Regions from separate parts of the Zea mays genome. Here regions 1 and 2 are each linked to region 3. Evidence: chromatin contacts called from public Hi-C data. All regions are on one chromosome and are shown on one strand. Each heading gives the region's core, a stretch centred on a gene start, on an enhancer-like site or on the middle of the called end of the contact. The rest is flanking DNA. Distances are from core to core; before and after follow the strand shown.

What was found. Hi-C and Micro-C count contacts between places; a contact is called where the count stands out from the background.
Region 1: a contact with region 3 is called in a Hi-C map of leaf, with 6 times the contacts expected there. The contact joins the promoter of LOC103635827 here to the enhancer-like site in region 3. A contact is called at or near these places in 4 of 25 Hi-C or Micro-C datasets (ear, leaf and tassel).
Region 2: a contact with region 3 is called in a Hi-C map of leaf, with 5 times the contacts expected there. The contact joins the promoter of LOC100284879 here to the enhancer-like site in region 3. A contact is called at or near these places in 11 of 25 Hi-C or Micro-C datasets (ear, endosperm, leaf and 3 more) and 2 of 3 datasets of contacts at active chromatin or transcription factors (leaf and seedling).

The regions. Positions count from the first base shown.
Region 1 is chr8:124,912,714-124,916,234 of Zm-B73-REFERENCE-NAM-5.0, forward strand. It overlaps LOC103635827 (secretory carrier-associated membrane protein 3-like), which reads right to left and starts at 1,942. Exons shown (of 12, transcript NM_001346770.1): 1 at 1,774-1,942; 2 at 913-1,011; 3 at 581-643; 4 at 79-112. The coding sequence starts at 1,830.
Region 2 is chr8:124,952,595-124,956,336 of Zm-B73-REFERENCE-NAM-5.0, forward strand. LOC100284879 reads right to left here and starts at 2,345. Exons shown (of 2, transcript NM_001372147.1): 1 at 937-2,345. The coding sequence starts at 2,215. The coding sequence ends at 977.
Region 3 is chr8:125,037,724-125,041,261 of Zm-B73-REFERENCE-NAM-5.0, forward strand. It overlaps LOC103635830 (ubiquitin carboxyl-terminal hydrolase 25), which reads right to left. Exons shown (of 10, transcript XR_004852025.1): 9 at 3,513-3,538; 10 at 3,093-3,387. Among protein-coding and RNA genes, the nearest start is that of LOC103635830, 21 kb to the right of the region's middle. Within about 2 kb of position 1,973, at least 19 of the 20 cell types and tissues checked have an H3K27ac peak or open chromatin away from gene starts, as enhancers often do. A contact at or near this core is called in ear, endosperm, leaf and 2 more, where this site is marked.

The DNA.
Region 1 (3,521 bases), core at 692-3,191, 130 kb before region 3:
CGAGACAGTTCAGTTTTTTATTTAATGTAAAAAAACTGAAATAAGCTAATTAAAAGAATGAACAAAGATGAAATGTACCTCGGGATGCCGCATCTTCCTTCCTTTTCAATTCCTGCGTCAACAAAGACAAATAAAATGAATCATATAAGCATTTTAGATAAAGAACGGCGCACAAAGTAAATAAACAGATGAAGCATGGGCTCAAAGTTTCATACACATGAGAAGCAACAAAAACAACATTTCTTTCATTGAATCAAAATTTCCAGTATCTCAGAAAAAGCAACAAATATCCAATAAAAAGATCAACAGACAATACATATAAAGCAACATGGCTCTCTCAAAACAATTGTATTGCAGCAGGAATAATTTTTTAAACAATATAATTAATATGCAAAGCAATAACCTCTCAGATGAATATTTGAGTACTAGGAAAGCTTTGGCAATGTATTAAGTACCAGAGACAAACTGCACATCATAGAGTAGTTTGTGAAACACAAACTTGCATCTTATTTGTCAGAACTGCTATAACTGGCAAAAGGAGCAGACAGACTGAAAGCTCTGCAATGATAAAGCAACATACCCGTTCTCTTTTGTTTAGCTCAGCCTCCATAGCCTGGAGTTCTTTCTCCTTTTTCTTCAGATCCTAAATATCAACATCAACAGATGTAAGAAATAGAGAGGGAGCTATCCACATGTAGACAAATCAGATAAATAATCAAAACCAACTTGGCAAGTTGGCATACCTACAGTACAACGAATGACATACATGAGCTCACACATCATGAAGGGTGCATGTATTCAGTTAGAAAAGGAAACTGGGTTAACTCTTCCTTTTTTACTCAACGGGAAAATAGTTCTCAGAACTGTAATTTGGTTCAATTGTGCAGTGATCCAGGTAGAAAGAGATTATACCTTTGACGACTCGAGAGGAATGTCCACATTGTAGAAATCAGCCGGTTCATGTGATAGAGGTGAGAGACGAGAATTGGTGGCAGGTGGAACACTTCCACCCTGCAAGATAGGGAATAGTTGGGAGACTCAGCTCAGTGATCATACTATTTTATATTTTGTACCAGCTTCAGCTGGATTGTTATTCTGCACAAAATAGAGCAATCAACACATAATATCATAATAAAACGAAAAGCATGTGAAATAAACCAACTTAAACAAAGACACCAGCCGATTAAATTCAAGCGGGTTGAAGACTTGCTGCACAACAATACTTAAGTTTGACAGTTTGTGTTGTGTTAACCAATTACCAGTAAACATGCATGATCAAAACCTGGCAAGCCATATAAGGTGGCACCGGATCAGGAAAGTTGGGAGAAGCCCTGCAACACAGGCAAAAGGCCACCGGGTCGCATTACCAAGCTATTGACATTTGATACTGAATCCAAGTCCCAACAACTAAGCCAGCTCAATGCAGAACCGCACATCTCACATCCAACCTAGTTCCAGACATGGGCACGCACAGATCTAGAGATAAGCAGCCCCTCCCACGAGTGTTCTAACAAAACCTTCACAGCACACATGAAACATGATTACCAGACTCTAGACTAAGCGCGTATATCCGCAGGACCGCATCTCGCCGTCTCGTACCCTTACGACGCTCAGAACCAGAACATGAACAGCAACTAAGCCACAGATCTCAAATGCGAGCGCGACCCGGAGGTGATCGGATCGGAGAAACACGCCAACTCCCCCCCGAGATCTAGGCGAGTGGAAAGGCCGCCGAAGGGACAGGGTAGTGCGGGTGACTAAAGGAGCACTCACCGCGAAGGGGTTGACGTTGTCGTCGTCGAAGCCGTTGCGCCCGTGCTTCCCCGCCATCGCCGCCGCCTCCTCGTCCAGGCCTCCGGCGTCGGGTGGTGGCCAACCGGCAACTGCTGCTGGTGGTGTGCGTGCTGGCGTACTGCTGCTACCTGCCGCGCTGCCTTCGACTTCGAGTATGCAGAGCAGAATGGAAAACGAGGGGGTGCTGTGCAGTTTGTAGTCAATGACAGGTAGGGTTAGGTCTGTCTGTCCGGTGGCCCCAGAGGTCTAAGAGGCTAGACTGACCGTACGATGCGGGACCGGACCGTGTTGCTATGCTTGTTGTTGTTGGCGTGGCGTCGGTCCCTTTTCCATCGCAAGTAAATTTGAGTGCGCGGGATGGCTGAGCCGCTAGCTGCATGCGGGCCGCAGCCCGTAGCCGCTTCGGCACTGCAGGAGGACTGGAGCAGCCGAGTCTGCGGGGCGGGATCGGCCCAACAGGCTTTTCCATGTCAGGGACAGGCCGACAGGGGCAGCGTTTGGTTCCCTGAGACTGAGCGCAGCGGTACCCCCTTCCCCTCCCCTCCCCTAGCACTGTTCACGATTTAGGGGACACTTTGCACCCCTAGCCGCCGCATCGGTCGCCGCTACCCGCTCTTCTCCACCGCGACTCTCTTCTCTCTCACGCCAGATGCAGGGCGTCACTGTGCACTCCCCCTCGGCTGCTTCACGCGGAAGAATCCGCCCGCGCCACCGACCGGACACTTCGCGCTCCTCTTCTCTCCCGTTCGAGGCGTCTGCGATTCGGCGATTTCCGGCGAGGGGGCGGCGATTCGTCCGCGGGAAGGTAGCTTCCGCGCCGGTCCCCGTCGGGTCTGTGGAAGACGAAGTGGAGGTGGTGACCAACCAGCTCCGGTCGCGACCAAAGACGAAGCGGCCGCACATCCGACTCCGTCGAGGTTCGTCGCGACAGCTTGCTTCGTTTCCCGCTCCGACCATCGACGCGTTCCTCGGATCCGGAAACCTTGGCTTTGATTCATCTTCGTTCGGCCCAAATCTTCGCATCTTCAGGTACGCCCTTCGTCTCCTATGGTTTCTGTTCTTCATGTGCACCTCTATGATGAACTAATTACTACACGAATCGACTAATCCTGTTAACCGTAACTAATAAATCCGAGAACACCCGATTTATCCGCGGTGCAAACAACTCCACGGATCTGGTGTGCCTTTTAGGGTTACACATTTATATGGTACTGTCCCGCTGAATATCCTTGACATTTACTGGAACACATGTTACTGCAAACTATTACGGCATAATGGTATGGAGATTGCCATATTTTGTAATGGTCTGCATATTTACAGTACGGTTTCACTTCGCTTCTGCCTTTGTGATGTGACAAAAAATTTTGCTCCCCACTGTCCACAACAATAGACCATTTTAGTAAAGTACCAGTAAGATTCATCCTAGGGTAAGCCAAAATGTGTTACCTTAGCCTAGCAAGGGTAATGGACATTGTTTATTACAGTTCCTAAAACTGTCATTAACATTTCAGAGGCTCCTTTACTTCCTTAGTTAATATGAATGATGTCCAGTAAATTTGTTAGGTCTATGTCCTACCTTATTGTATTGCTCTACTTCATCTCAATTTTTTGTCAACCTTGGATACGACTGGAGGATACTTAATTTTTTTGGACCTTGATATACTTGGTTTGTATATTGTTACAACAACTACATGACTTTGTTCTGTTCTCCGAAATATGGCTGAACA
Region 2 (3,742 bases), core at 1,095-3,594, 85 kb before region 3:
GGCAATTTTGCCATTATCATTTGTGGGCTTCGTTAATATGCTATCGGTCCCACAAATCATAGACACAGATGGTCCCACCAGTCATAGACACAGATGGTCCCACTAACAGGAAGCTAAAACTGATAGTGGCAAAATTACAAATTTCTTATAGGCATAGCTAATCAAGACATGTCGGATGTGTAAATGAGTGGGCAGAATACTATATTTAGCAGTCATAGTCGGTACAGCGGCAGTACCAGTAATATACTAATTACTAACAGAATAACCAACATGAATTTGTAGTAATCTATACTCTGCAAAACTAACAAACTATGGAACAAAATCAAATCGCCAAGAAAGGCAAAGACCCCTGTTGGCTAAACAAGGTTGATTTGCAGTGAGATCACAACACATACACACATTCACAGCATTCGAATATTGCAAGGTTAATGAGAAGGGTTATTTGCACAAAGTTATCAATGAAGCAATAGAAACTGTCATAAGGAGACAGTGTTTTGGAGATTTGTGCAAACTAGCTAGTCATGTCTTTTAGTTTTGCACACCAGGTCTTTCTGTCTTCTGTGCTTTTGTTTTGTTATATGGTCTTTACAATAAGCTTCAGTGAGTCCCACCATACAGTGGCTGTTGTGTGGGAATTTTTTTTAGGACACACCAAATAGCACATGGAATCAACACGGGTGCAGGGGGGCAGCCCAACAAAAAAGGACACCCTAATATGATATTTACAAAACTTAGTTCCCGTGAATGAACTAAAACATACATCTACATACACACAAATTCGACCAAGACATTTTGCTTTGTGCTATTTACAAAAAAAAAAAATGTGTAAAGGTGACCTGGCTGTATTCTTTTCAGTATTTCACAATTATGCAAGAATACTAAAACTTGAGCTACCGAACAGACAACTATTGGAATTCAGTTTAAAGTGAAGTGTACCTCTCACATCTGAAGCTTTCAAAATGTCATCTCCCCATAGTTAGAACGAATTCATCTCAAGACTGTAGGTCCTCTGCTTGAGAAGCATCCTCACCGCTGTCCTATACGGCTCCTCGAATGCATCCAACACCCAGGCTGCACCAGCAGCCCCATTCCAAACTGTGTCCCATGTTCCTTCCTCACTTGGCTTGATGGCCACAAGCGTTGCGCCATTTAGCACCAGCCCCCCAGGCAGCTCAATACATGGTGCGTACCACAGCCACATGCTAAGCTCTGGCATGAGCGTCCGGTGTGAGCCCCTAGATGTTGATAGCGGTCTCACCCTCAGCTCCTGCAGTTGGCACTTGTCCATGGTGAGCACTCCCTGGCCATCAGCATCTGTCAGGTCCAACCTCTCGAGCGTCTTGTGATCAGCAATGATCGGCTGCAGCAAGTAATGCCTGGCGGCGGCCGCAATCAATGAGCTGATTGTCCAAACCACCCGCAGCTTAAACCCCCCGTTTGTGTAGAACGACTCCGGGATGCTTCCTGAATCGACACATTCATCAGGTTCAGTGCGGCCACCGTCAACAGAGGGAGCGGTGCTCGTGCTATCTGAGTCAGCGGAGGAGGGCGAGACCGAGGCCGAGGCCGAGGCCGAGGATGCTCCAAGGATGACGCAGCTGCCCAGTGTGGACCCAAAGTCGGCCTTCCACTTGAGCATCACGCCGTCGTCCATATCGAGCTCGCCCGCCGGGAGCTCGATGCGAAGGTGGCGGAGCTCTTTGAAGGAGCGGAGCACCTCCGAGGGAGAGTGGTGCGACACATCCGCAAGAGGCAGTGGCAAAGATGAGGAGGACGACGATGGCGAGGAATCGGAGGATGCCGGAAAGCCAGAGGCGGAGTTGGCGGGGGAGAGGATCTGACCGAGCGCCTGTATGGGCTTCACGATGCCGCCGAGCACGATGCGCGCGATCTGTGAGAAGACCCCACGGGCTCGCACGGACGCCGTAGGAGAGAACGGCGTCGACGGCGAGGACGAGGAGGGGGGCTCGTCGGGGATGACGCAGTCGACGCGGACGAGGACGGAGTCGACGAGGGGGACGAGCTCGTGGAAGCGGAGGGAGACGAGGGAGCAGCGGCCGAGCGCCTTGACGTCGCCGATGCGGTTGAAGATGACGAGGAGAAGCGCGTCCGGGAGGCGGTCGAAGTGGTCGTCGCCGGCGGGCCCCGAGAGCCAGCGCTCGTCGCCGCCGAGGTCGCACCGCGAGCGGCGGGAGCACGCGGGATCCTCGGACATCGGCGGCGGCGGGCCAGACTGGATCTGGAGTGGGGAGGTCCGGAGGGAGGGGGAGCCAGCGAGGGAGGCGTGGGAGACGCGGGCTCGCGACGAGGAGCGTAGAGGAGAGGAGAGCGAGGAAGTGATGCGGGCTGCTCTCTTGTTGTTCTCGTTTGGGATTGGGAAAGGGACAGCGTCCACCGTCCAACCAAGGCCCAGCAATTTCTCCGTTTGAAAATACTAAATTTCTACCATGACTTTTCATTTAAATGAAAAAACGAAGTAGCTTATTATCTCTTTGAAATAATGAGAAATAACACGGGATGAAAGTGGCCATCCAGTTTAAAGAAGAACAAAATCGACACGACATTTTCTTACTAAGCAATAACCAGCTTTGTTTGGAACATCAAATATAACGGTAGTAAAATGCACGCATTAGGCCTCTATTTTTCTTTTCATTATCTTCTGCTGAGCTTGTGCATAGGGAGGCAGATCCTCTTCTATATGTAGGGCTGGGCATTTTTAACCCGATAACCGAAACCGAATCGAACCCGAATAGACCGAATAGATCGGTTTTCGGTTTTCGGTTTTCGGGTTCGGGTTTCGGTTCATAGATCTCTTCTATTCGGGTATCGGTTTAGGGTTCGGTTTCCAGCCATCCAAACCCGATTAGACACAAAGAACCGAATTATAGTGCTCCTCTCTCTGTCCCTCGGCCCAAAACGTGAAACCGAGATAGAACGGCCCAACTCAGGCACCGCACAGTTCGGTTAGCTTACCTTGCCACAATTCGGTTAGCTTACCTTACCAAGAGTCCAAGACTCCATCACGGCATCACTCCAATCCAACTGACTACTGAGGCACGCCGACGCCGCACGCCTCGCCCGCAACCCTAGCCCGAGCCGCACAACGCCGCACTGGTCCGCCGCCGCTCTGCCGTCTCTGCGCGTGAGCGCGTCGATCATCCACCGCCCTGTCGCCTCTACGGCTCTACCCTCTACGCGTCTGCCGCGCGAAGCGCCAACCCTACAGGCCTCCACTCTGTACCGGTCTCCGCGGTCTCGGCGACTCGACTCCGCACCGGCGACTCGGCCAGCGTCGATTCACCGCACCGCGTTCTGCACTTCTGCTCCAACTCCGGCTTCGGCGTCCTGCTCCTCGGTGCCCACGACCCCGCTGCAGACCGACCCAGCACGCAAGGTAAGCTAATCGAAGGCACGACGACAACCAGCGAGGAATCTTGCAATGTAAGCCGACTTCTCATTTGCAAGCAAATATGAAAGCTGTTGCAAACTTGTTGTTCCAATTTGCATGCAAATATGAATGCCGCTGCAAGCTTGTTGTTTGAATAATTGAATTTCCAACTAGCGTCACAAGCAGAATTTCCAACTAGCTGTCGAATTTCCAGTGTTGCTTTGCTTATTTGCAGATGTCACAAGCAGAAGAGGCAATGCCTCAACTAGCGTTGACAGAGAATGTTCGAGTGGCAGAGAACCCAACTGAAGAGCCTGAGAAAGAGATTGCTGAAGCAGCTGTAGAGAAAGAGGT
Region 3 (3,538 bases), core at 723-3,222:
TCGTGGCTATGTAACCCTGTGGCATTGCATGTGCCATTCAAATCGACTATAGTATTAGATATTTAACTGACTATGTAATTGTAATCGTTCTAATATTTAGTTCTGTTTGTATGGTCTGTTGCTAATTGGTGTCTTCATATATGCATGCAGCTGCCTAAAAAACAGCCGCACAGGATTCGAAGCAGGCTTCGGTACGTGGTGCACGTGCTCCGGCCGTTGCCGCGTACGTGCGCCGTGGCACTGGCGAGGACGAGCGCATCTTACTCGTACAGCTCACTAGTCGTGGTGGTGATCGCGTGGACGCGACGAGGAGCCAAACGGTGGCTGCACCGGCCGTCCGGTGGGACGCGTCCTGGCATCGTCGTCCGAGCTCGAGCCTGACAGCTCACGCGTACCATGCGTCGAGTGATAGCCACCGCTCCACATCACCCATCGGCGTGCATGGTCTGATCTGGCCATGCGTCGTCGTCGGCACCGAGCGGCAAGCAGGTGGCCTCGCCGTCTCGGTCTCGGTCTATCGGGGCTTACCTGGTTGGTACGGTCCGAGCCCGACGTAGTCTAAGGCTGGTTTCGGCTCTATATTTATAGATTTATCAGGAAACGGCTTCCGTACAGCTTCATTGCACAGTTTTTATTATCAATAGAGTTAACAAAAAAAATGATGCCGTCAATGAAATGCATTAACCATGCGTGTACCTACTGACAAAATGATCTCAAATTACAAAAAGTATGAAATTCATAAAGGTACAGGTATACATACATATGCTTACAAGCCTTTCATCATCCGTCTTAGTCCAATCTAATCGCTATTGGAACTACGATGCACCAGAGTATATAAATGCATGCTTAGAGGGCACATTGTTGTTGCTACTTGGTGCCACCATAGGGAGCACAAGGAGCAAGAGCACCATACGTGGGAGGGAAAGTGAGAGGAGCACCATAAGGATGAGTATATAGAAGAGGACCATTCGAGCAATATAGAGGAGGATCGTATGGATACCATTTATAGATACAGAGAAGGATGCGAATAAGTGAAAGGTTATAAAGGACGAGTATCGATGGAAAGTGCTTCATTAGTCTAGGAGGAGCGTCGATTGTTGGAGGCTCAATAAGAGGAGCATCGACACATGGTCACATTGATATGAAGAAGCATATGAGTATGGAAAGAGAGGTTGTTGAGTTAGACCACGGGGATGAGCAAGACCTTTCTATCGCCAATGGTGGACTGGAGAAAAATTGTCGAAAAAGATTTACCTCACACCGACAAAATCTCAGGATGTCACGGAGATTGCTCATTGAGCAAGTCTGTGAATGTTTCATGTTAGGGCTCCACCTCAAATCCATATCGAAACAAAAGTTCAAAAGCAAATGCATTAAAACGAGATTAGAAGTGTGTGAATAAAAGAGAGAACTTGATAATTGGAGTTGAAAGTGTGCAAATAAATCCAAGTAGCCTCTCTATTTTTAGGATTTTTTTTAAAAAAATTCAAACGAATGAAACAGTTTGGACTAATAAAAAACGGTCACATCATATATTGACCATTGTTACCATCCAGCCCAATCGGTAACGACTATGGCATCAACATGTCGATTGGCCGGTACCGACCAGCTGATACCAGCAGCGCCCAAACTAAGAGCAAGTATAATAAAAGGTTATAAGCTCACTAAATGCTGAGGTGCGGAGAGGAGAAAGAGAGAGGGTGGATCCAATATTTTTGGATTTTTTTAACCACAGCCTGAAAATTCACTCCACGGTGAGTCGAACCCAGATCTGAGCAGTGTTAATCAGACCACCTAACTAACTCGGCTAGAGACTCCTTCGCGCACTAATACTGAATATCTAGTGATGAGCTAAATGGTAGGTTACAAATATACTTGCAGCCATGGGTTGAAAACTTGCTCTAATGCGGCCCGTGTCACCCGCCCGGCCTACCAACTGGGCCAATCAGCCAACGTTATGCCCGTCCGAGTTGGTACCGATCGGCTAGAGCACCACGCCAATGGTCGGTAATGACAGCCGTCGGTACCAGCTTGCTGTAACAGTTTATTAGTCTCAAGTCCGTACATGTACCGATAACCAAAGTGACAGATACAGCAGCGACGCGAAGGCTCAGTTTGATTCGAAAACAATGCAGCAATAATTCCAAAGACAGCAACGAGTACGCACTAGATACAAACTGTTCTTTTTCACATCTGCTCTGTTCTTCTCTCGAATCATTTGCTGTCATGTCTTATCATGCAAGAACAAATGCCTGATAGTTATGCTTTGTTCCAGTGCAGGGTAAGGCAAGCAGGCAGCATCAAAGCAAATCCATCGACAGCGGAAAGGAAGGGGTGACGACAGGCTGTTTCGCTGTTAGACTTATTAGATTCACCAGATCAACATGCCAATTGAATTTCTATGCCATAGCAGGGTACAAGAACAGGTACACATGACGTATCAAGAGAACGCTACGCTACTAGTCAGGTTTTTTCTCTCACGATCAAACATCAATTTGCCATCAGGAAAAAAAAAGACAGATCCAGTAATAATGGTTCCTACATAAATGAGATCTGAGGAAAGAATAACTGAAACAACCTTACCCCTGCATTTTCTTTGTGTTGGTTTGATGACTAGTGAGGGCATGTTCGTTTTAATCCATATGAATTCCAGGGGATTAAATGCCTAGTAAGTCAAAATCTCTCTTAATCCATGCTAATCTCCTCCAATCCAATCCATATAACAAACTTGGAGGGGATTCATGGGAGAAAACCCCTTTCTATTGAATTTTATATATGAGGTGGGTTCCTCCCTATGGATCATCAACCTAGGATCTTTGGCTCAATAGTAAGGCTTCTCGTCACTCAGCAGGCCTGTCCTTTCTCCATTTGCCATCAGAATGATAAAATAAATATACTGTCAAGTCAATTTGCTTCCGGAGATTACGCTCCAAAAACTAAAAAATGTTGTTATTGAATCAACCCCCATAACAAAACATTTTTTTTCGATCCCGCAAGAGCACTGCGTATCATTATATAGGAAGAAAGCAAAGATATTTACAAGAAGGCCATGCTGAGCAAGGCCAGACAGAAACCAAAATCAGGACAAAAAAGAATGAAAAGAAAAACATTGACTAAAACTGGGTCTGGTCGGGGCAAAAATACGTGTCAAAAACACCATAAACTCATGCTTTAATCTGCCAGGATAAAAAGGGATCTACATTCTACAGAAAAGTGGTGGGGATGGTGGTGTGGTACCTATAACATCAGGGATAACAACGAAAAGTATATTTGTACATGCAATTTAGAACACCTCGTCTCTGTCTCAGCAAAGAATACAAAAATGTCCTCAAAATTAAGCCGCGCGAGGAGTTAGGGAGTTGACCACCACCAAGATCCAATTGACACCTAAATTGTCAGGGATAAGTTAGCAATAAAAATATATTAATGGCAATCAGGCATAAGGAAATCGATCAAGTATTTCAACATGAAACTAGAGAATCCCACACAGCGTGTATATAGATCTGTAGTACCTAAGTAGCTTCTAAAGAACTGCTGC